Regions from separate parts of the Hordeum vulgare genome. Here region 1 is linked to region 2. Evidence: chromatin contacts called from public Hi-C data. All regions are on one chromosome and are shown on one strand. The core of a region is the stretch at or near the end of the contact, and the rest is flanking DNA. Distances in the headings are between cores, read along the strand shown. Region 1 has its middle 73 kb from the start of LOC123397555. Region 2 holds the start of LOC123399963 (UDP-glucosyltransferase UGT13248-like).

What was found. A called contact is a pair of places that touch in the nucleus more often than the background predicts.
Region 1: a contact with region 2 is called in a Hi-C map of seedling, with 4 times the contacts expected there. The contact joins the enhancer-like site here to the promoter of LOC123399963 in region 2. A contact is called at or near these places in 2 of 6 Hi-C or Micro-C datasets (leaf and seedling).

What each region holds. Positions count from the first base shown.
Region 1 is chr5H:494,222,724-494,227,607 of MorexV3_pseudomolecules_assembly, forward strand. No RefSeq gene overlaps it. Among protein-coding and RNA genes, the nearest start is that of LOC123397555, 73 kb to the right of the region's middle. Within about 2 kb of position 2,503, at least 3 of the 3 cell types and tissues checked have open chromatin away from gene starts, as enhancers often do. A contact at or near this core is called in leaf and seedling, where this site is marked.
Region 2 is chr5H:493,564,797-493,570,024 of MorexV3_pseudomolecules_assembly, forward strand. It overlaps LOC123399963 (UDP-glucosyltransferase UGT13248-like), which reads right to left and starts at 1,617. Exons shown (of 2, transcript XM_045094353.1): 1 at 792-1,617; 2 at 1-542. The coding sequence starts at 1,481.

The sequences.
Region 1 (4,884 bases), core at 1,253-3,752, 660 kb after region 2:
TCTACCACGACCCCTCTTAAAATTCATTTCATGATACATATAATAATATTGATTTCATTTTGCAAATATATAGAAAAAATATCAACATTCACAATATGAAATCACTATTATTGTATGTATCATGAAATGAATTTTTATACCACATAGCTTTAGTATTATAGATGTTCATATTTTTCTAATAAATTTGGTGAAACCTTACACAGTTTGATTTTGAACAAGTTTTATATACATACCAATAAGAAACTGAGGGAGTAAAAAACTAATGAACATTAACTTGTATATAATGTTGATTGTGGTTTTCATCGTCCACAATACAGTGGAAGGTATTCTTTCACAAAACTTTGTATACGGGTACAACATTTGGTCACGTATCTTTTTAGAAAATTTCCATTTTTTGAACTTTTTTATTGAGTTACTAAATTAGTCTTTGCATATCAGGTGCTCCTACACCCATTGACGAATTCAAGGGGGGATACACCCTCCTAACGATGTTGATTCCTCTTTATTAGCAATCAGATTCTGCCTAATTAGGCATACTCTGTGACTGTTTCAACTCAGCTCCTTAGCTTTATCTGCACACTTTGTCCTCATTCGTGCGCACCCTGGATCTATTCTCGGTTGGTCTTTCATCCTGAAATTACTTCAATCCAAGCACGTTTTAATTTGGAGTTCTTTTCAAACGAGCTTCCGAAAAAGAAGAAATTCCTTGTTGATATGAGTAGTATATCTTCCTTATTAAGCTAGACTCTCACGTACAACCCCACTCAAAGGAACTAACGTCCTCTTCCGCCCATCAGAAACATTCCCTCTTGGCACACGTATGCTTGTCCAGTTCGATACATGTGCCATGTGATGTGCCATAACGGGCCACACGCGCCATACGTCACATGACCGCGCACCTAACCCAGGTATGTCCGTGTAACCCCAAGGGTTGGCTTTGATACCAATTGTAACGCCCTGTTACGTCTTGCGAGATCTAGAATGACCCCACAAACCAACATCAATCTTTTTTGCATACTTTTCCTCACTTGTGCGCACCCTGAATCAATTTCTCGGTCACTCATTCATCTTAGAATCATTCCAAGCCAAGACAGCTTAACTTTGGAGTTATTTTGAATGAGTTTCCAAAAAAGAAGGATTACCTTTTTAATATGAGTAGTCTATCATTCTTATTAAGCCAGACTCTCACGGTAACCTAACGTGAAGACCCACGTCCGCAGCCCATGTACATCAGATTTTTGTAGCAGACAAAGAAAAGGTGCAAAACAAACCTTGTACCTGTAGACATAAGCTAAGTCGAATTCTAAACTTTTAATCCCAGAAATCAGCACACTGAACACTCTGATCCTAGTCTATTCTGAACCTTTACTGTGTCCTCAAAGGGGATGTCTACATGGCAGGTCTGGCATGCGACCGGGCTGGCCCACCAGATGCGAATCGTGTGTTTCCTTTTGGTGAAGCTCGATTTGAAAATTTACCCAAAAAAGCTGAGACTCAAGGGAGTGGTGCTTCAGAACTCATGCTGCCACGCTAACTGATGACATTTAGAGTTATATGAGAAGCACGAAAACATTTAACCACCTACCACAACATCAAGATTTGAAAACATTTTTGTTTTTTATGAAAATTATGAACAATTTTTAAATCCAAATATTCCTGAAAGGAAAAAAGAATTTTGCAAAATTCCAAACATTTTATGTAAAACATTATTTTTTGTGGAATATGTTTCCAAAACAAGATCAAATTTTGAACATGAACATTTTTATAAAAATAATTACAAAATTTTAAAGCACGAACAATTTATGAAACCCGAACAAAATTTTAAAGTCCGAACAAAATATTGGAAGCACGAACAATTTTTGAACCCTGAACAAAATTTTAAAGTGCAAAGAATTTTTAAAGATGGGAATGTATTTTGGAATATTTTTCAGGTTTCAAAATTGTCTGCACTTTAAAATTTTGTTCAGGTTTCGCTGTTTTTTTCAAAAAGTGTTTGCACTTTCAAAAATGTTTGGTGATTTAAAACATGGTTCACGTTTTCATAATTTGTTTGTGTTTAAAAAAGCTGGTAATTATAATAAACCAAAAAATGATGAAAATTTCAAGAAAATGTTTCAGAAAAAATCAGAAATGTTTCCAAATCTCGACGCTGCAATATATTAAACATAATTGTTCATCTTTGTTACCTCTTATAGCCATCACGTGGGGTGCCTAGCTAGACTAGTTTTGCACCGTCAAGGTCGCAAGTTCGATTAACGGTACCCTCTGCTTTTTTTGGACTTTGCAAGTCGCTGTGAAAAAAACACGCAGGATCGAAGAGTTTATTGTGCCATATTTCTGGGTAAACCTGGGCATACCCCTGGTCGGGCTTTAGAAAGACTGAACTGAAAATTCCAAATCCGAGCCCGACCCAACCAAGCTAAAAAATTAAATATTAAGGCCTGAGTCCAGCTTGAATGGACTAAAAAAATGAATTTCGGATTGAATTGGGCTAGGCCTCCGTGCAAAATTGCAATTTTTCTAAGCCCGAGCCCGGCTCAAAACACAGACCGGGCCTAGTTTCCAAGCCCGAACTTGACCCGAACATAAAGTCCGGCCTGGATTTTGTGGCCGGGCTGACCATTCCCAAGTTTATTTCAGGGATTAGAAATTCAGGAATCGATTTAGCTTTCATATACAAGTTTAAGGGTTGATTTAGACTTCTTCTAGTAGACAAACCCATGATTTTAGCAAAAGAAAATGCAGATCCCATGTAAAAGATAAAGAGGCTAGCAGGCCTGGTCAAGGACGCACGCACTTGTAGGTCAGGTCGTCATTGTGACTTGTACCGTCTGCTGGTACGATTGACGCCTCGTGCCTGGTCGTCTGCTGCCTTCGTCTAGGGCAGTTCTCAATCATCAACGTGAAGCTTCTAATGTAAGTCTAGAATTGCAGAAGGGAGCGGTCCACGGCTTGGACGTACGGTCCGCCGGCCGCATAGGCTACACGAGGCGCAAAGAGGTAAGGGAAATGGTTAGATTACTCCCGCATCTTGTATTCATTACTTAGTCTACGGCTTATGTTTTAATAAATTCGTTTGTGTGCTTAGGAGTACATGATCTGATCGGCAGAAACTACAAAAAAAGATGAATGTTTGAGTGTGCGTTGTATATTCCTTCCTATAGCGGAAAGATTTATTGTATACGGTAAAATTGCTTTACAAAATCAATTTTTGAGTAAATTTGTAGTATTCATTGCGCGACATTAGTTTTCCTCGCTTGATTTGGATACTTCATTAGCCTAGGCTACAACCCGCCTACCCAAAAAAAAACATAAGATACTATTTTTCACATTTTTTTGGGATCTTTATTTCCGTGCCTCTCTTTCTTTAGTTATGCTGTGTTTTGTCCAAGCCAACTAGTTTGCTCATTTTTGCCCTCCCCCCTCCACCACCCGCTCACAAAACGCTAACCAGAGCACCATCGTCTGGTCAAGGTTTTTGACTGTTACCTTGTGACTAGTGGGCCAGGTCTTTGACTGTTACCTTGTGACTAGTGGGCCAGCTTGATATCCTATTAGGAGCGGCAACTTACCTCTGAACGATGTTTTTAAATGCGTAATGGAAGGCTAGCAGCATAGTTGTAATATAAAAAGTTATTGTGCGACGTACTAACGCTGAAATAACCAAGGTCTGACTCAGCGACAAAACGCTCGTCAATAGAATGAGCTTATGTTAAGGTAGGTTGGTCCAACTTAATTTGGCATTGCATCAACTGACACGTGCCCCATGCCGAACTGAAGCCAACCTGATCCCCTCTTCATTCCGGGCGGCGGGTTGTGGGTTATGGAGCTATCGGTTGCGACGTAGATGAGGTGAGTGAATTCAAAACCCTACTCATAGTTGATTTAGACATGACTGTGTCACCTCAGTTTTTTGGTGGATTTGGAGTCTAGATTGTGTGGGGGAGTGGGTGGGCTGAACAGGATGGAGCCGGCGCCGACAAATAGGGGGTACGTTGCTGCAAGGGTTGCTTCCATTGATTGAAATTCAGTAGAATTACGTGACCCTACATATTTATTCACTACATCAATGTCCAACACCCAGATGGCAAATTTATTGGCATTCAGGTAGATGATAGAGATAAGGCGGAGAGGGGTGAATCTAATTTGCGTGCTGATGATAACTGAGATTCATGTGAAGATGTGGACGGGCAGTTGATGGAAGATGGTGTTGATGGTGTGGATGATTGATAGGTCCATTTTTCATCATGAATTACTATTGACATTTGTGTTAATCTTGCCCATTATCTCTTATTATCTTACAGTTCTTATGTTCTTTCTCTCTGAATATGCAAGGTACATCACTCAGAGGGAAATATATGAAAACTGGAATTCTGAACTCGGAAACCGAGAAATGGAAGAAAAATCAACTTGCTCCAAACGACCTGAAACTTTATGGAGAATTTTTCTGGAATATTTAAGAATTTCTAGGCAAAAATATACCACAAAGGGACCACCTGCTCACTAGAAGCCAACAAGGCGCCCCCAAGTCGCACCCTGATGGCCTGTGGGCCCCCTACTCACCCTCTAGCGACCATCTTCTCCTATATGGTGTGTTTTCTCCTAGAAAAAATCATAAGTTATCTTTCGAGATGAAGCGCCGAGTCTCGAGGTGAAAACCTGGGCAGAGGACCTTTTGCTCTCCGGAAGAAAGAATCCCACGGGAATCTTCCCTTCGGGGGGGGGGGGGTCCAATCCATCGTCATCATCAACGCTTCCTCCTTCATGGGAGGATCAATCTTCATCAACATCTTCACCAGCACCATCTCATCTCCAACCCCACTTCATCTCTTGTATTCAATCTCTGCCTCAAAACCTCAAATTGGTACCTATGGGTTACTAGTT
Region 2 (5,228 bases), core at 367-2,866:
GCGGGGCGCACGCGCACACCCGCCCGCCACACGGCCTCCACGTACTTGGCGTTCATCGGCTGGTCCGTCCACTGCGGCAGCGCCACCATGGGCACGCCGGCCACCAGCGCCTCCGACGTCGAGTTCCAGCCGCAGTGCGTCAGGAAGCACCCCACGGCCGGGTGCGCCAGCACCTCCAGCTGCGGGCACCACGACACCACCATCCCGCCGCTCGCCGCGACGGCGTCGCCGTAGCCGGCGGGCAGCTTGTGCGACTCCGACTCGCGCACGGCCCAGAGGAACGGGCGGCCGGCGTCCAGGAGGCCGTGCGCCACCTCGCGCATCTCCGCCGGGTCCAGGTTGGAGAGGCTCCCGAAGGAGGCGAACACCACGGAGCTCGCCGGGTGGGCTGACAGCCAGGACACGCACGGCGCGGCCGTGAGCTCGAAGAGGTGGAAGCCGTACTTGGTGTCCGACGGCATGCGGTCGTCGCCGACGTAGGACGCCGGCACCGTCGGCCCGATCGTCTTGGCGCGCCACGCCGACGCCATGTACGCCGCCTCCTGCACCCCCAATCAGTTGCACGTTACTGTCAGTACTCCTCTTCCTCTCCTCCTCGGCAGAAAATTATTCGAGCATCCATCCACGTCAACTCTATTTTCGTACTAAAATAGGACGAATGTGCTCTACTTCTATTGGAAAGAAAAATGTTTGAGTGGAACAGTGCAAGATTTGTTTTTCTCGATCTAAACTTGTGTTGCATTAGCTAGCTAAAGATATAGAGATAGAGATTGATGGAGTTGAGAGCTCACCTCGGGCTCGAGCTCGTAGAAAGAGTTGACGAGCACGTCGTCGGCCAGCTCCAGCCCCTTGAACTGGCTCATCACCATCTCGAAGTAGCCCGGGTAGGGACCGGGCCCGACCTTGAGGAACCACGGCAAGCCCTCCGGCTCGAGGGCCGGCAGCCCGGGTAGGCCGACGACGGTGGATCCAGCCTCCACGGGCACGCCGACCCGCTCGCACCACACGTGGCCGTACACCACGTTGACGGCGCACGGCTGGGTGAAGAAGGCGACGGCGGCGGCGCCGTGCCGCTGCGCCACGCCGCGCGCCCACGGCAGGAACGCGTCGTAGACCACCGCCCGGACGGGGCGCCCCTCCGCGGCCTCGGCGCGAAGCAGCTCCGCCAGCGTCTCCGACCCGGCGGCCTCCAGGAACCCCAGGTAGGCCGTGACGTCGTTGCACTGGCCGAACCCGCCCGCGTCGCAGCCGTCGGAGACGGCGGCCAGGCGGACGGCGCCGACCGCGGCGGCGTCGGGCTTGCAGGTGGCGAGGATGTAGCGGGAGACGGCGAGCGTGGGGCGCACGCCGTGGTGCGCGAGGCGCTTGGCGAACTGCAGCATCGGGTGGACGTGGCCCTGGCTTGGGTACGGCAGCAGCAGCACGTGGCCCCCGTCGGTGCCGGTGACGACTTCCTGCGCGTCCTCGCCGTGAGAAGCCATGGCTACTTGCTGCTTACTTGACCAAGCTAGCTGCGCGTTGCACGTAGCCGTCTACCTTATCGGAGGCTAAGAAGTTAGAAGAAGACAGGAGTAGCTATGTAGTACTACTACTACAACTCGATAAGGTATATGTATATGTGATCCTAGTACGTAGTATATGAGTGGCACGACGCGGGAGGAGGCAAATGCGCTGGCGTATGCATATGGATCGACAAACGGCGAGCGTGACGCGGGATGTAGAGTAATATTATACAGTAGCATCTGGCTGCACGACACTGCTGATGGTGAAGCACGTCGGCATCGGCGGGTCGTCGGCGGGGTGCGCGTGGTGGAGTATTCTTTTGCCCGCGCGCGGTTGCTTCTGTGGCGACGCCTGCCGGCCGGCGATTGGTTGCCTCAACTTGAGCGGTGGGGGTGCGCTGCTGCGCTGACCGCCGAGCCTGCAGGGGCCGTGGCGAACTGGAGCAGAAAAGATCCCGTGCCGGTAGTAGCACTGACCTGGGCCTTCTATTTTTTTCTTGGAAAAGGTTACCTGGCCCAGCTGGCCCGCTCCAACGGCCCATCTCCATGGGCAATTGTACCGCCTTCGTTGGGCTAACATATTCTGCCCATTTCATGGCTTGTGCCTTGTGCAATTGGCTGAAGAGTTAAGTTGGCCGGCTGAAAATAGAAAACAAATGTAATTGTAGCAACAAAGAAGTACTCCCCACGTCAAAAAAACAAAGAAGTACTCCCTCTGTTCTAAAATTCTTGTCTTAGATTTGTTTAGATATGAATGTATCTAGTTATGTTTTAGTATTTTGATACATTCATTTTTAGACAAGCTTAAGACAAGAATTTTGAGACGGAGGGCGTACAAAAAAGGTGCAACTTGCCTTAAAAAAAGAGTGCAATAGCACCCAAAAAGTGCAAATATTGAAAACCCTTGCAGATTGGCAAACAAAATAACTTTACCAAAACCCTTGCAGTACCGCCTTCATTGGTCAGCGCAAGAATGCTTAGAGTTGGCCATGGACAGCCCGGCCCTGATGGCCTGACCCAAAAATTCTGGGCCGGGCGAGGCTCGGGCCTAAAAATAGAGCCCGACGGCCAGGTCGGGCTCGGGCTTATGAAAAACATGATTTTAGTCGTAGTCGGGCTGGGTCGGGCTTTTTGGGCTCGGGCCAGATTTGTTAGGCCCGACTAGGCTCGAGCCTGGGTTTTTAGCACTTGGCTTTTTTCAGACTGGCCCGGTCCGACATATGCCTGGTATAGCTTAGGTCATTGGCTCTAATGCATGGTTATCTTCCATATTTTTCACTTGAGTTTGAGCAGAAACAATATTATTTCATGATGCACATACCAAGGGGAAAAAACTCTCTCCATAGTAGAAATCTGTATGCACCAATAAAAGCAATCTGAAAGGTTTTGTAGCCATTCAATACCAAAATCTTCAAAGATCATTGTAGATAACTTGAAAGGGTTCAAATACAAATTTTACACACAGGACTATTACTCTTGTGCTTATTAATTAATTTTCACTAGTAAGTGGCGTTGCACGTCTAGACAAACTTGTAGATTGTATCAAACATTCAGAAAATTTGATTCACATAAAATGCATAGTACCTAAATTTGACAGATAATTTGACTTGTTATTCTTCGGGAATCAATATGCCTTCTTTTGAAAGGTGAATCAATATGCCTCTTTAGTCCAAATATCAGACCATCTTTTGTATATGTTGCATTAATTATATATTCTCTTATAAATAAACACTTTCTCAATATATAGTTACCCAAACACATTAATATCCTGCAAGCAAATTCTGGTATATGAATGAAGTGTTCAGGGTGGCTTCAGCCCATAGTATTTTGTGTCAAATATGAAATCGTTCAAAATTTGCTAGTCGTATTATTACAATATAATCCAATGGAAGCTTGAATCCCCATGTTGGATAATCAACAATTCAATGGTTTCATCACTATTCCCCATTTTTGCAGACACGCATGCAAAAACTATTTCATAACCAATAAAATACAGTAAATGACTATCACTATGTGGAAAGCAAGACTGTCATCTAGAAAATTGAAAAGTGCCATTGTCACACCGCAGAGATAACAACCTCGAGGGACTATGAAGACTAAATGTTGAATCAAGAAAAAAAATGCATACCATCTTGTCAAGGACATTCTTCAAGAAAGAAAAAACCTATTAGAGAATGCTTATGCTAAAGAAATGGTTACATGACCAAAGTAGGGTCGGTGTGGGTTTGGTCTGGAGAGGAGATGGACCAGTATTGTGGCACGCATGGTCAAGAGAAACACTCGTCCGTAAAACTTTGGAGAAAACCCTTTGAAGAAAAGAAAAATACAAGGGTGGTTGTGTACATAGAGTTCTTCTCCTAAACCGCAGGCGGTTTCTCTTTCCCTGTATGCAAATCTTTGTGTTGCGCAAGGAGGTTAGAGCGATGCTTAGGCCTTGTTTGGGACCGCTCTCCGCTCTGCTCCATCAAAAGTAGCTTCGCTTCACCAAATATACTTTGGAGCAACGGAAGTTGTAGCTCTTTCAAAGAAAACGTTTGGTTTTTATCCAACTCCAGCTTCACGTATGGAAAATTTGGTGGAAAGGATCTATTTGATTGGATGAGAGGGGAAAAACGAAGGGGTCTCCACTTATGGATGGTAGTGGTGGGTAATTTCGCTCCAACTCCAGCTTCTATAATTTTATGGAGCACCTCCTAGAGAGATTCGTAAAAAAACAGAAAGTTGGATCCCAGATTCTAGTCTTTTTTGGAGCTGTATATCGTGAAGCTATCCTGTTTGGTTTTTGTTTTTTAGAATGGAGCTGAATTTTTTGAAGTAGAGCAGTCCCAAACAGGCTCTTAGTAGATTAAGTTTTTCTGAAACACCCATGATTTCCTTTACATGAGTGTGCCTAACTAAGTGTGTACACTCTAAAAACAATCATAAATGGTTAATTAATTTTTTTAAGCACCTTGTCTAGGCTGCTCGTAATGGGTGGAATCATATGTTAGTATAATGCATATGATAGGAGTATGTGATACTATCTTCATAATGCATAATATCATATATGACTTTATTTATAGTAATGCATAACACATAATATTATATCATTTATTATGATAAGATATCATAATATGATACTTTATTTTTTTTTCTTTATTTAATTCTAGGACACTTTATCAAAATTCTCTAGTTGCAATGCGTGATACAAGCTATGATACTGACATTATGGCCAGCCTAAACATCTTGCATGGCACAAGGCCTAAGAGCATCTCTAACATACCCCTCAAAAGTGGTCAAACTCATAAACAATGACATTTTTAGTTCCGCGATGGCAAAAACGCCCCGAATACCCCGAATAGAGCTCGTAAAAGTGGTAAAATACATAGACTTTTTACACGCCTCTCAGAATCCACCCCCACGACTCTTTTACTTACAGATTTAGAGGCAAAACTGAGCATTTCCTGTAAACCGGTCAACACAACGCGGCAAAGGAATTTCGCCATGCGCACATGGTCTCCGTGACCTTTCGCCACGAAACTCGCCGGAATTTGACAGGAAACTCGAGCAGCTATGGAGGAGCTAGCTGTGGCGATGGAGACGGTTTAAGTTTAAGGGGTGTTAGACCGTAAATTAAACCGATCCTTAAAACACATTTTTCGCGAACTGAAAACTGCGTTTTAATTTTACGGTTTAAAGAGTCTGCTAGAGATGTTCTAATGAGTAATAAGTGAAACGATTTTGACA